Linked DNA regions of Danio rerio: region 2 is linked to region 1. Evidence: chromatin contacts called from public HiCAR-type data. All regions are on one chromosome and are shown on one strand. Each heading gives the region's core, a stretch centred on a gene start, on an enhancer-like site or on the middle of the called end of the contact. The rest is flanking DNA. Distances are from core to core; before and after follow the strand shown. Region 1 holds the start of fzd7a (frizzled class receptor 7a). Region 2 holds the start of als2a (alsin Rho guanine nucleotide exchange factor ALS2 a).

Evidence for each region. HiCAR-type assays count read pairs that join an accessible place to other places.
Region 2: a HiCAR-type map of caudal fin shows a contact between it and region 1, with 6 times the contacts expected there. The contact joins the promoter of als2a here to the promoter of fzd7a in region 1. A contact is called at or near these places in 1 of 18 Hi-C or Micro-C datasets (an unstated tissue) and 1 of 4 datasets of contacts at active chromatin or transcription factors (caudal fin).

The regions. Positions count from the first base shown.
Region 1 is chr9:13,498,190-13,504,085 of GRCz12tu, forward strand. fzd7a (frizzled class receptor 7a) reads right to left here and starts at 3,156. Exons shown (of 1, transcript NM_131139.2): 1 at 422-3,156. The coding sequence starts at 2,716. The coding sequence ends at 1,037.
Region 2 is chr9:13,771,071-13,776,779 of GRCz12tu, forward strand. als2a (alsin Rho guanine nucleotide exchange factor ALS2 a) reads left to right here and starts at 4,431. Exons shown (of 34, transcript XM_073912535.1): 1 at 4,431-4,487; 2 at 4,717-4,780. The coding sequence starts at 4,758.

The sequences.
Region 1 (5,896 bases), core at 1,906-4,405:
TGGCTAGTAGCAATCGGTTTCCGAGTTTTCTTAATTTTTTGGGTTTTACTGTGCTCAAATTGCTTCATTTACTCAAATGTATTAAGTTCACAGTACTCATTAGGATTAGTTTTTGAACCTAAATGGTTTGTTGCAACCGGTTTCCTCAAATAGTTTGAGTTACCTTAACTTTTTGAATTTTACAGTGTAGCTATATATGACCATGTGCATGTTTTATGCTGCTTCTTTCAATCAAATTAAAATGAATTATAATCCAGACTCTAATACCACATTTTGGTCACCAGTTTTCAAAAAGTTATTCTGAGCACTTTCTGGTTTAGTTTTCTTAAAAAAAAAAAAAAAAAACTAGAAATATCCCAAATGCAATGCTCGAACTGTTATGAAGGAAAATCGATTAACAGAAGTGAAGCGAGTCAGTGTGTTAAAAATCTAATCATTTTATTCAGCGAAACTGTACAGATACAAAGGTCTCTTACCAAATTTTAAAAATCAAGTAAAAAACTGCGAGATTATTTCCATAAATACATATATTCTTTGAGAAAAGGTGATTATTTACACGTTACGTCGTTTAAAGGGAGCTTGCATAAATTCACAGCTGTATACACATGCATAAAAGAATCCGGATCCTAATGCGTACTCGACGGTCCGTGTGTGCACACAAGTATGCATGATTGTCGACGGAGGGCTGCGAAAGTCATACAAGTCCCCGGTTAAAACAAGTGTTGGTACATGTGTGTATAAGGCAAACTACATCCAACATTTCAGGTACACAACCGTGAGCACAGGTCTCACATGTGACCAAGATATGACATCGTGTTACACAGAAATAATGTCTCTTTTTCTCTCTCTCTCCACATACAAATATACGAGAAAACCCAATGGTTAAACAGACTCGGGCTGATAACACTGTTCATGAGGCTCCGTTTGTTTCCACGCACAGTAGTGTCCGCAAAACTCACTCAACAAGTCTCTCTCCGCGTAACAGTCCGCACGAGACATTCAGCCAAAGCATGACCGAAAACGATCGCTCTTTTTCTCATACCGTCGTCTCGCCCTGGTTGCTGTTGCTGAGCCGTTTATAAAACCTGCGCCACGACTGCAGAGTTTTTCCAGACCATATCCAAAATCCAGAGGTGATCCCTACGATCATGGTCATCAGGTATTTGATCATGAATACGGTGAAGTCTGGAGACATGGGGGCGAAGTTGTTAACCGGGCAGGGAACCGCGAATCTCTTGCACGTCTGCATGTGCCAGGTCTTCTCCCACTGCTCTCGGAAAGCCTGCTCGTAGAAGTAGCAGGCGATCACGATAGTGGCGGGCACCGTGTAGAGCACGCTGAACACGCCGATGCGCACCATCAGCTTCTCCAGCTTCTCCGTCTTGGTGCCGTCGTGCTTCATGATGGTTCTGATGCGGAAAAGCGACACGAAGCCGGCTAGGAGAAATGAGGTACCGATGAAGAGGTAGACGAAGAGGGGCGCCAGGACGAAGCCGCGCAGAGAGTCCACGTTGTAGATGCCAACGTAGCAAACCCCGGTGAGCATGTCGCCATCCACTTGGCCCATGGCAAGGATGGTGATGGTTTTAACCGCAGGAACTGCCCACGCGGCGAGGTGGAAATACTGAGAGTTCGCCTCAATGGCTTCATGACCCCACTTCATGCCCGCTGAGAGAAACCATGTAAGAGATAAAATGACCCACCAGATTGAACTCGCCATCCCGAAGAAGTAGAGAATCATGAAGAGGATGGTGCAACCCTCTTTTTTCGTGCCTTGCGCGACGGTTTTATAACCGTCGTCGCTGAATTTGTCGATGCAAACGACTTTGTCTTCGAGGAAAAATCCAGCTGCATATGCAACGGCCACCATGAAGTAACAGCCGGACAGGAAGATGATGGGCCTCTCCGGGTAACGAAACCGCCTCATGTCCACTAAATAAGTGAGGACGGTGAACAAAGTGCTAACACAGCACAAAATTGACCAAATGCCGACCCAGAGGCGACCGAATTTGACTTCTTCCTCTCTGAAATACATCAGTCCGTTGGGTCTAGTGGGCTCGCATGGCGCCCCGCAGTCCTTTTCGCCCATAAAGTGGTACTTCAGATAAGTGGGCACTTTGAGTTGCAGCGGGCATGTGAATTGCTGGTTGGGTCTGACCACCAGGTTTGGCTGTAATGTAATCAGTTCTGGGACGTAGGGCGTCGGGTTTGAAGTGGGGCTCCCCGCGTCCGAGGTGTTCTGGCCCACGCAGATCTCACCCGCGCCGTGCACCGGGAAATTCTCGCAGCGCAGCCGCTCGGGCCACTGGAAGCCGAACTTGTTCATGAGGGCCTCGCAGCCCTGTCTCGCGCGCTCGCAAAGGGACCGACACGGCGGGATGGCTTGCTCGAGCACCGTGCAAACCGGCGCGTACATGGAGCACAGGAAGAACTTCAGGTCCATGGAGCACTGCACTTTTACTAGGGGATAGAACTGGTGCACTTCGAGACCGGCGTCCTCCTGGTTGGTGTGTCCCAAAAGATTCGGCATAATGGTCTGGTTGTAGGCGATGTCCGTACAGAGAGGTATAGATATAGGCTGGCAGAAGCCGTGCTCGGGTATGGAGATGCCCTTTTCTCCGTGATACTGACCGCTGGTCGTTTGTAGAGCCACAGTGAAAAGGAGAAGAAAATAACGAGTAATTCCACAACAGTGTTGCATTTTGAGGAAAGCCATTTGTTTTGGATTCGGTCCGAATGAAACGAAGCTGCTGCGGTTGCTCCGCAAGAAAGAAAAAGTTTCTGTGGATTGTTCGTTTGCGAATAAACCAACAAAAACCTCCTCGTCTGAGCTCCCTTTATAGCTCTCGTTGTCTGAAAGCGATCATGCTAGGCAAACGAGTGGATATGTGGAGAAACCCCCTTTTAGAAAGTCCGAAAATACATCCAAACTAAATCCACACCGCGCGCATCGTTGTGTTATTCTTCAAGCGTCTGGAGAGAATCTTTCGACTGCTGTTTAAAGTTTCCCTTGCTCTCCGAATCCCGCTGTGCATCCAGTGACTTTCGAGCTGTGTTTCAGAGAGTCGTGAGTCTGCTGGAAAACTTCAGTTGGTTGTCTTGAACAGAGTGCGGTTTCCTCGCTCGCCTCGCGTGCGCTCAGTAGACGCGCTTCCCACTGACTGGAAGGTTTGAGCGCAAGTGAGGCGCACATACAATAATGTGCCGTCGGTTTCTACACACCCCTCATTCAGAATCACTGCCCCTCCACGTGGGGCGCCTTGAAACCAGCATCGCTTTAGACCAATCGCATGTTTTGTTTTGCTTTGCGTCTTGGTTTTGATTGGTCACTGGGTGTAATTGCGGTGGGTTTCAGTTATCAGAAACTTTCCTTCTATATACGGCGGAGGAAAAAATCCATAGGTTACTTTCTGAAAGTGTGAGGATTCACTGAGCTTGAAAATCCTTTCTCATTTGTTTGATACGCAATCAGTTTTTGTTAATTGATTCAAATTCTTCTTTAGTTTTATAAACAGTTAAAGTGAAAATAATGTGCATATATGGTTATTACTGATTTGCGCATTAAAACAAACTTTGGTGACAAATCAGTGTAGAAACTAGATCCGACTGTTTTGATCTGATTGTTGACAATAACTCTATAACCTAATCATGAACCTAGCACAATAACCTAAGAACTTAATCAATTAAAATATTCTGTGAGTACATAAATATTTCCCGGTGCACTAAATTATTTAAAGGAATCACTTTAATTAATAGTCTTATGTAGTTTCTAATGAATTAGGCTTTTTTCATTTACTCAATAATTTCAGTATAGTATCTCGAACTTTGTTCTGACAACTTTAGTTGTTAAAACTTTTAAAAGTCTCTTTATTTGAATTATGTTGCAGTTTATAATGAGATGTTGTCAGTGTTGTTCAAACCTGTTTCTTAGGCAGTGTGTTATTTTAAACGACAAGAAATTTCAATAAAGGCTATTTTGTTAAACTGGGTTAAATTGTTAATATCAAAAGTTGTCGGAACAGATTACAAGGTCCCATAATGCAATTTAAAAGTGTAAATGAATGGAAAATGGCAGTAAATCATGAGATATTGTCATAACAGTGTATTTTCGTAAAATAGTTTTTTGTATTGAAGTATTATTTTGCAGGAATGTTTGGTAACACTATCATCAAGCTCATATTCACTAATTATTACACGTTTGTCTTTAATAATCTGCTACGTCTTGATTGTGAGGAAGGTGTAGTTTAGTTGGGGCTAAAGAATCTAGAATATGGTCATACAGAATAATAAAATAATAAACAGCCAAAATGCTAATAAGCCACTAGTTGATAGTTTTGTAATATTTTGTTTTATTTAACTTTTATAAGATATTTAACAAAAAAGTACAATACCAATACAAGAAGAAAAATAGTACAGAATAATTGACAATAACCCCCATTCCACACAAAAAAGAGGGATTGTCTCTGTTACCAATTCACACAACATATGTAGCATAAATATATAAACAAGAGATGACAATACTCACATTTTTACAAAACCAGTATTAGGTTTTGTAAAACCAGGTTAGAGATACAGATGAAGATTTACAAAAAAATAGGTCCCCATCTGGTTTTAGCTTTTTTTCTGTAAAGTTTCAAGATGTAGTTTTTCCATTTGAATGTCATAAAGCAACTCGTTCAACCATCTCTTTAAACAGGGAGCCTTTGGAGATTTTCAATTAAGGAAAATCTTCTTTTTAGCTGTAATCATGCCAACTATCAGGGCTTGCTGTTGGGCAACGGAAAGGTGTCCATTAGAATATCCAAAAATAGTCAGATTGTAGTCAGGTTGGATATTAGTTCCATAAGCTCTGTAAAACAATTAAAAAATGTTGGACCAAAACTCATAAAGTACAGTATAAAACCCAAAATGAATGTGTCAAGAGTCCCTTCTGCCCCACCACACCTGTCATATTTAGGAGATACAGAGGGAAATATTTACTTAATCTAGTTTTAGAGAGGTGAAGGCAATGTAAAACTTTCAATTGAACTAATTTACATCTGAAATTTATAGAAACTTTCTTTATTCTCAACAGGGCATTCTGACACTGAAACGGAAAGGTGTCCATCATATAAGAATATGCAAAAATAGCCAAATTGTAATCAGGCTGGACATTGGTTCCATATGCATTGGAAACCAATTCAAAGATTTTGGACCAAAACTGGTATAGAACAGGACAAAACCAAAATAAATGTGCCAGAGTCTTTTCTGCCCCCCCACATCTGTCACATTTAGAGAATATAGAGGGAAATATTTTACTTCATCTAGTTTTGGAGAAGTGAAGGCGATGTAAAACTGTAAATTGGATTAATTTATGTCTTAAATTTATAGAACCTTTCTTTATTCTTGACGGGGCTTCTTCCCAAATCTCATTAGCCACTTCTTTATTCAAATCCATGGCCCAAGCTTTCATAATGCGCTTAGTACATATTGGTGCATCAAAAGCAGAAACAAAGCTTGATATCAGATGTCTAGTATTAGGGTTAGAGCAGTGGTTCTCAAACTGTGGTACATGTACCACTAGTAATATGCAGGCTTCCTTCTAGTGGTACAGGGAGGAATCGCTGAATCATTCATTCATTCATTTTCTTTTCGGCTTAATCCCTTTATTAATCTGAGGTCGCCAAAGTGGAATGAACTGCCGAATCGCTAAATAATTAAAGTAAAAAGTGAACACACTTTTAACCCTTTGACACATACAATAACACCAATGTGATCAGTAAATTGAGTTTAATAGGCTAAACCTTTATTTTATTTTCAATTTTCTAATGTTTGTTATGTATTCACTTGAAGCTAATTTTCTTAATTAGGCCTACTACGCTACTGTATTTCAATACTAGTCATCATGGTGGTACTT
Region 2 (5,709 bases), core at 3,181-5,680, 270 kb after region 1:
TCTTTCCAGGCACTTCCTCCAGCTCTAGAAGAATTCCAAAGAGTTCCTAGGCCAGCCGAGAGATATAGTCCCTCCAGCGTGTCCTGGGTCTTCCCCGAGGTCTCCTCCCGGTGGGACATGCCAGGAACACTTTGCTAGGTAGGTGTTCAGGAGGCATATGAAAGATGCCCGAGCCATTTCAGCTGACTTCTCTCGATGTGGAGGAGCAGCGGCTCTACTCTGAGCTCCTCCTGGGTGACAGAGCTCCTCACTTTAGTGTCTTATAGACATTATTAGTCTCTCACAGCACACTAGTCAACCAGTCTTTTCGCCCAATTGTAAAGATCTATAAATCACAATTTTTGAATGACCAACTTTTCCTGATACTGTTTGACTGACACTGACTGCAGTCTGAGAAGTCACATTACACTCTGAAAAATGATGTTTGTTGTTTATTAAGACTACTTATTTAAAATGTCAATTCTTGAATTTGTTTTGGGAAGATTTCCTTGTTTTATGTTTACTCCACTTGGATTGGTAAATACTAATAAGTGCACTTAAATCCTTCATGTTGTCCAAACACAAATCAATTGTGTGAAACCCAACATTTTTTTAGTGTATAACCGCTTTCCATCTTGCAAAATAAGTGATAAAGAAAAGAAAAAAGAAAAGTCAAGTTAAACCAGATTACCAACATTAATCTGCAGTAGTTACTATAACTGTCAATAAAAATTGATATTTTACTCCTGATAGGGTCACTTTAAATAGGACTAACTGGTGACCTCAAAATAAAGGAATATATTGGTTGATTTTTACCACCTCTACTCAGGGGCTGATTCAGTAATTTGGGGGCAATTCCCTGAGCAATTCCAGCCATGGGGTCCAACAGTCCTAAAATGCACCCTTTGCACTTTTAATCACTTTAAAAAAGTTTTTTTCTTAGTCATTCATTCTTTCATTTTCTTTTCGGCTTAGTCCCTTTGTTCATCAGGGGTCGCTACAGCTGAATGAACCGCCAACTTACCCAGCATATGTTTTACGCAGCGGATGCCCTTCCAGTTGCAACCCAAACACCCATACATTCTTGCATTCACACACATACACTACGGCCAATTTTTCTTATTTAAGATTTTTTCTTATATAACCTCCTTTTCTATGTTTTATCTTTACATTTTAAATGTACTTTTTTTTTTTAAATGAATTCACAACTCGTATAATAAAGGTTTTTTAAAACTAAATCTTTACTTGATTTGACTGCTGGACTGCTCCATGATTGGGGTGTAAGAAAAATGTGTTGTATTAATTATGGTAAAATTTTATTTGTTAGACCCTCACCATACAAAATATGATAGAATATTAACAGTTATAGGTCCAATTTATATTTTAAGGTATTTATCCTGAGGCTCTAAGTGGCTGCTTACTACGCTTATTAATTAAATCCGTCCCTGCCTCTACTGTATAGATTCTCTAACCTAATTTAGATTTATTTTGGATAACCCTTTCGGTAAATCTCTACTGGAAAACCATAAAAACAGTTGACTGAAGTATTGAGTCTTTTGTTTATAGTTAAAGAGAAAATTCACCAGAATATTTAAAATTCTTTACTTATTCCAAACCTGTTAGACTCTATTTTGTGTTGCACAAATTTATTTATTTTTTTTAAGAATGCTGTAAACCTGTAACCGCTGACATCCATAGTATAGAAGTTAATGTTTACAGGTTTCCAGATTTCTTAAAAAAATATTTTGTTGTGTTTAAAAAAAATAATAATAATAAGCCAAACAGGCTTTGAACGAGTGGGTAATGAGTAAATAATGGCAGAATTTTAATTTTTGGCCAAACTATCCCTTTAACATTATTAGTATTGCAGCAATGAGCTCAGAAAGGTTCTAATTACATTTAAATTAGTTTTATAGAAGACTTGTGTAGTAGAAAGGCTTGGCGGTGGGTGTAAAACATTCCTCAAATTCCCATCCAATGCTTATCTAGTTAAAAGAAAGCTGAATGAACTAATTCTCCACATATCTCCACAGCCTGAGAGGGAACAGATGCAGAGGTCAAACGGGGCCCGACACATGCTGAGTGTGACAGACGCACTTAACTAATTGATCCAAACAGACAAGGTGACCATTGCACATGCATGAGTCCACACACGCATTCAGATGTGTTTAAGTTCAACCTCACACACACATACACACCCCTTTCTTCCCCCACCATTTCGTGTTAGTGTTTATGACCACACATACTAAAATGTAGGGCCAAGTTCCACAGGGCAAAGTTGTGCGTTTTATATAGAAAACACTAAAAGTGAAAACAAGCTGAGATCACGAAGGAGTGCTTCGGGGAGGAGATGTGGAGGGTGTGCGTGTGAGAGTCTGGGCTCCTGTGGGTGTCCTGCAGAGATAGCCTATACCTGCCAATCTTTTTTTTACTGCTTGTGGTTTCTCCTCCCCAAACCCAACACCAGCTTTACTGTTTTCTACTTTATGTTACTTGTTGCTGACCTTTATTTCCCACTCTAGGTCAACTTTTATGCAACATTATGGTTATTCAGAGCGCGGTTGTCTGAGTTGTGCTGTGAGAAATCCATTTTTGTTGTTGTTTTGGTTTGTTTAGGTCATTTAGTAGTCATTAAGGTTTTTTGAATGATGTGAGAAGTGCTATCTTACCGTTTCTAATAAGGTTTTATGCCTTTTAACCAACAAAATAGAATTTGTTAGCCATTAAGTCATTAACTTATAGTCTATGCTCCACATTGTGTGCTGGAGATTCCAGGTAAAATAAACATTTCCGTAGTGTTTTTGTGCCCCCTGTTGGGTAGTGAAGCACAACGCATTTTCCAAAACAAAAATCCCTGCCATTTAAAAGGATAGTTCACATCAATATGAAAAATTACTCACTACTATTCCTCAAGTGGTTCCATATATTTACGAGTTTCCTTTTCTACTGAACACAAAAGAAAATATTTTGAAAAATGTTAGAAAACCTGTAAATGTTGTAATGTAGTAATACTATGAATATTATGAGAACTTCAATACTGTTTACAATACAGCTTTAAAGTGAATACGTTCATTCATTCGACTTCTTTTCAGCTTAGTCCCTTTATTAATCTGAGGTCGCCACAGCGGAATGAGTTATTAAGTTTTTATACAGCGGATGCCCTTCCAGCTGCAACCCATCACTAGGAAAAAGTGAATAAGTAAACTATTTTCAGATTATTTTGTAGCAAAAATATTAATAATAATAATAATTCTAACTATTATCAATTAGTTAGATAAAGCTGGATATATACATCATTTAATATCTTTTTTAGCTTTGTTTCAGTGACTTAAAAAAAAGTAAAAATAAAAAAAAACATTCAAAACTATATTTTTCTCAAAACTGCAACATCATACAGACATGCTGCTTGCATTATTGTAGCACAGATTGTACTAAATACAATGTCATCAAACTTTAACCTAATATATTTATAAGAAACTAAAAAAAGCACAAATTTCAGGGCATGCCAATACTCCTCCAGAGCCCAAAAGACCCTCAGACCCTATAGGCTTAAAGATCTCATTCATTTACATTACAAGCCATAAGAATTACTCGTCTTTTACATAATTTTTAGCTCAGAAAAATTGACCACTGAATAATGTTTTGAGCTTATATAAAACTTGGTGGTTCTTCCGCTGTGGCGGCCCCAGATTAATAAAGGGACTAAGCCGAAAAGAAAATGAATGAATGAAAATAAAACATTGACACACACAAACATTTAGTCCAGAACAGTAATTAATAATAATATTCGACTGTAACAACAACAAAAATAAAGGATGTTTCAGATTTTCCTACATAAGTTACAGTCTAATGCTACAGAGTTAAATAATGAGAATGAATAAGCATGTAAGAATGACAAATGTAAGAAATATTGAATGCGTAGATGTAGGCTATTTATAATTTATGTATGTGAAAGGTTTAATACAAATGTAAAAACCTAAAAAAAAAAAATTTAGCTGCTTTTTTTTCTATTTTTTTTAGATATGGCAGTAGAACATGTGAAGCAGTAGCCTAGTATCTAAATGCAATATTACAGTTATTCATTCATTCATTTTACTTAGTCCCTTCATTAATCAGGGGTCGCCACATCGAAATGAACTGCCAACTTATTTAGCATGTTTTACCAAGCGGATGCTGTTCCAGCTGCAACCCATCATTGGGAAACACCCATAGACAATTACAGTATAACAGCAGCATTTTATGTTTTCCCAAAGTATTTATAATATTTTCTTCTTATAAATAAACCACCAACGTTTTAGAAATGTTGTAAATACCTTTAAATCGTTTTAATACGTTAGCCGGTTTTCAGGAAACTTCCGCGTTACGTAAATATACACTTTGTGACTATTTTGGCCCTCTGCGCCTTCCATAGAACCCAAAACAAACTTCTGAGTGAATCTGATGTCAAGTTCAGTCGCGAGCCTTCACACTTCACAAATATCAAACACAGACAGCGATTCTGCCCTAAGGTACTGTACTGCTGAATTTCACATTTTACTAAAAACATCACGCAAAGTTTCTTAAATAATCTAACAAATAAACGTAATCGACTCTAACCACTTGATGTTTGTTTGCTCTTATGGGCGTTTTTAATCTGTGACAATCTTGAATTCGCCTGTTTTGTAAAAGTGTGTGTCAGATAACGTACTTTCGCTTCTGAAAGTAGTTTTGATAAGCATTTGATCTCATTTGCTGTAGTTGCTGGAGTGAAGGTCACACCATCTAAAATGGATTAAATCATGCTGATGGAGGAACAGGGCAGGTGTGTAACTTACTCTTTTCTGTTTAATGTCACAATTTGACATTTGTTAAACATATATACATTAAACAAATGTTATTGTTTCAGCTCATTATATATAAAAACTGCATTGCAAAAGCCTTGATTTAAAAGGGTAAACGATTTTAAATCCATTACATCCGTTAAACTCAACTCAGTTAGTTTAATCCCACATGGAAAAATATAGTAATTTAAAGTAGACCTAAATACTACTTTTTTACTGTTTTTGAACCATACTAATGTACTTAATTTGATTTGTTGTGGTAATTATTTTCATTAGTTAATAATTTCATTATTAATTAATTCAAAGTTGCTGTGTTAATACCACAACTATTGTAATGTTGGTAGTATAAACAAATGAATTGAGGTACTGTATAGTTAGTTTTATATTCGCACATTTGTACAGTGACAACTTGAGACACGCTCTCTATATTGTTTACCATGGTATTCTGTCTGAAATCACATATAAGTACTTATTGAAAACAACATAAGCACTGTTTATTTGACTTTGAACATTGTTGTACTTTGATACTCATTGGCTACTAATATAATTTCACTATTTAGAATTTGCAAACAATACTTTTCAGAATTTTATACCCGATTATTTGCCAGGGATGTAAATAATTTCAGGCTTGAAATTAAAATAGCTTATATTTCTGTATACAGTCTGTATTACTGTTATGGAAAAATGAATAGACCACTTGGGAATGCTCAGTTTCTCTGGATTTACGAGTAAAACATAATTTAGTTTTATCCTAAGACTCTACTAATTAAATGCATTTATATTTGAAACAAAAACTTATGTTTTCAGGCAATGTTTATGTATATATATATATATATATATATATATATATATATATATATATATATATATATATATATATATATATATTTTTTTTTTTTTTTTTAATTTA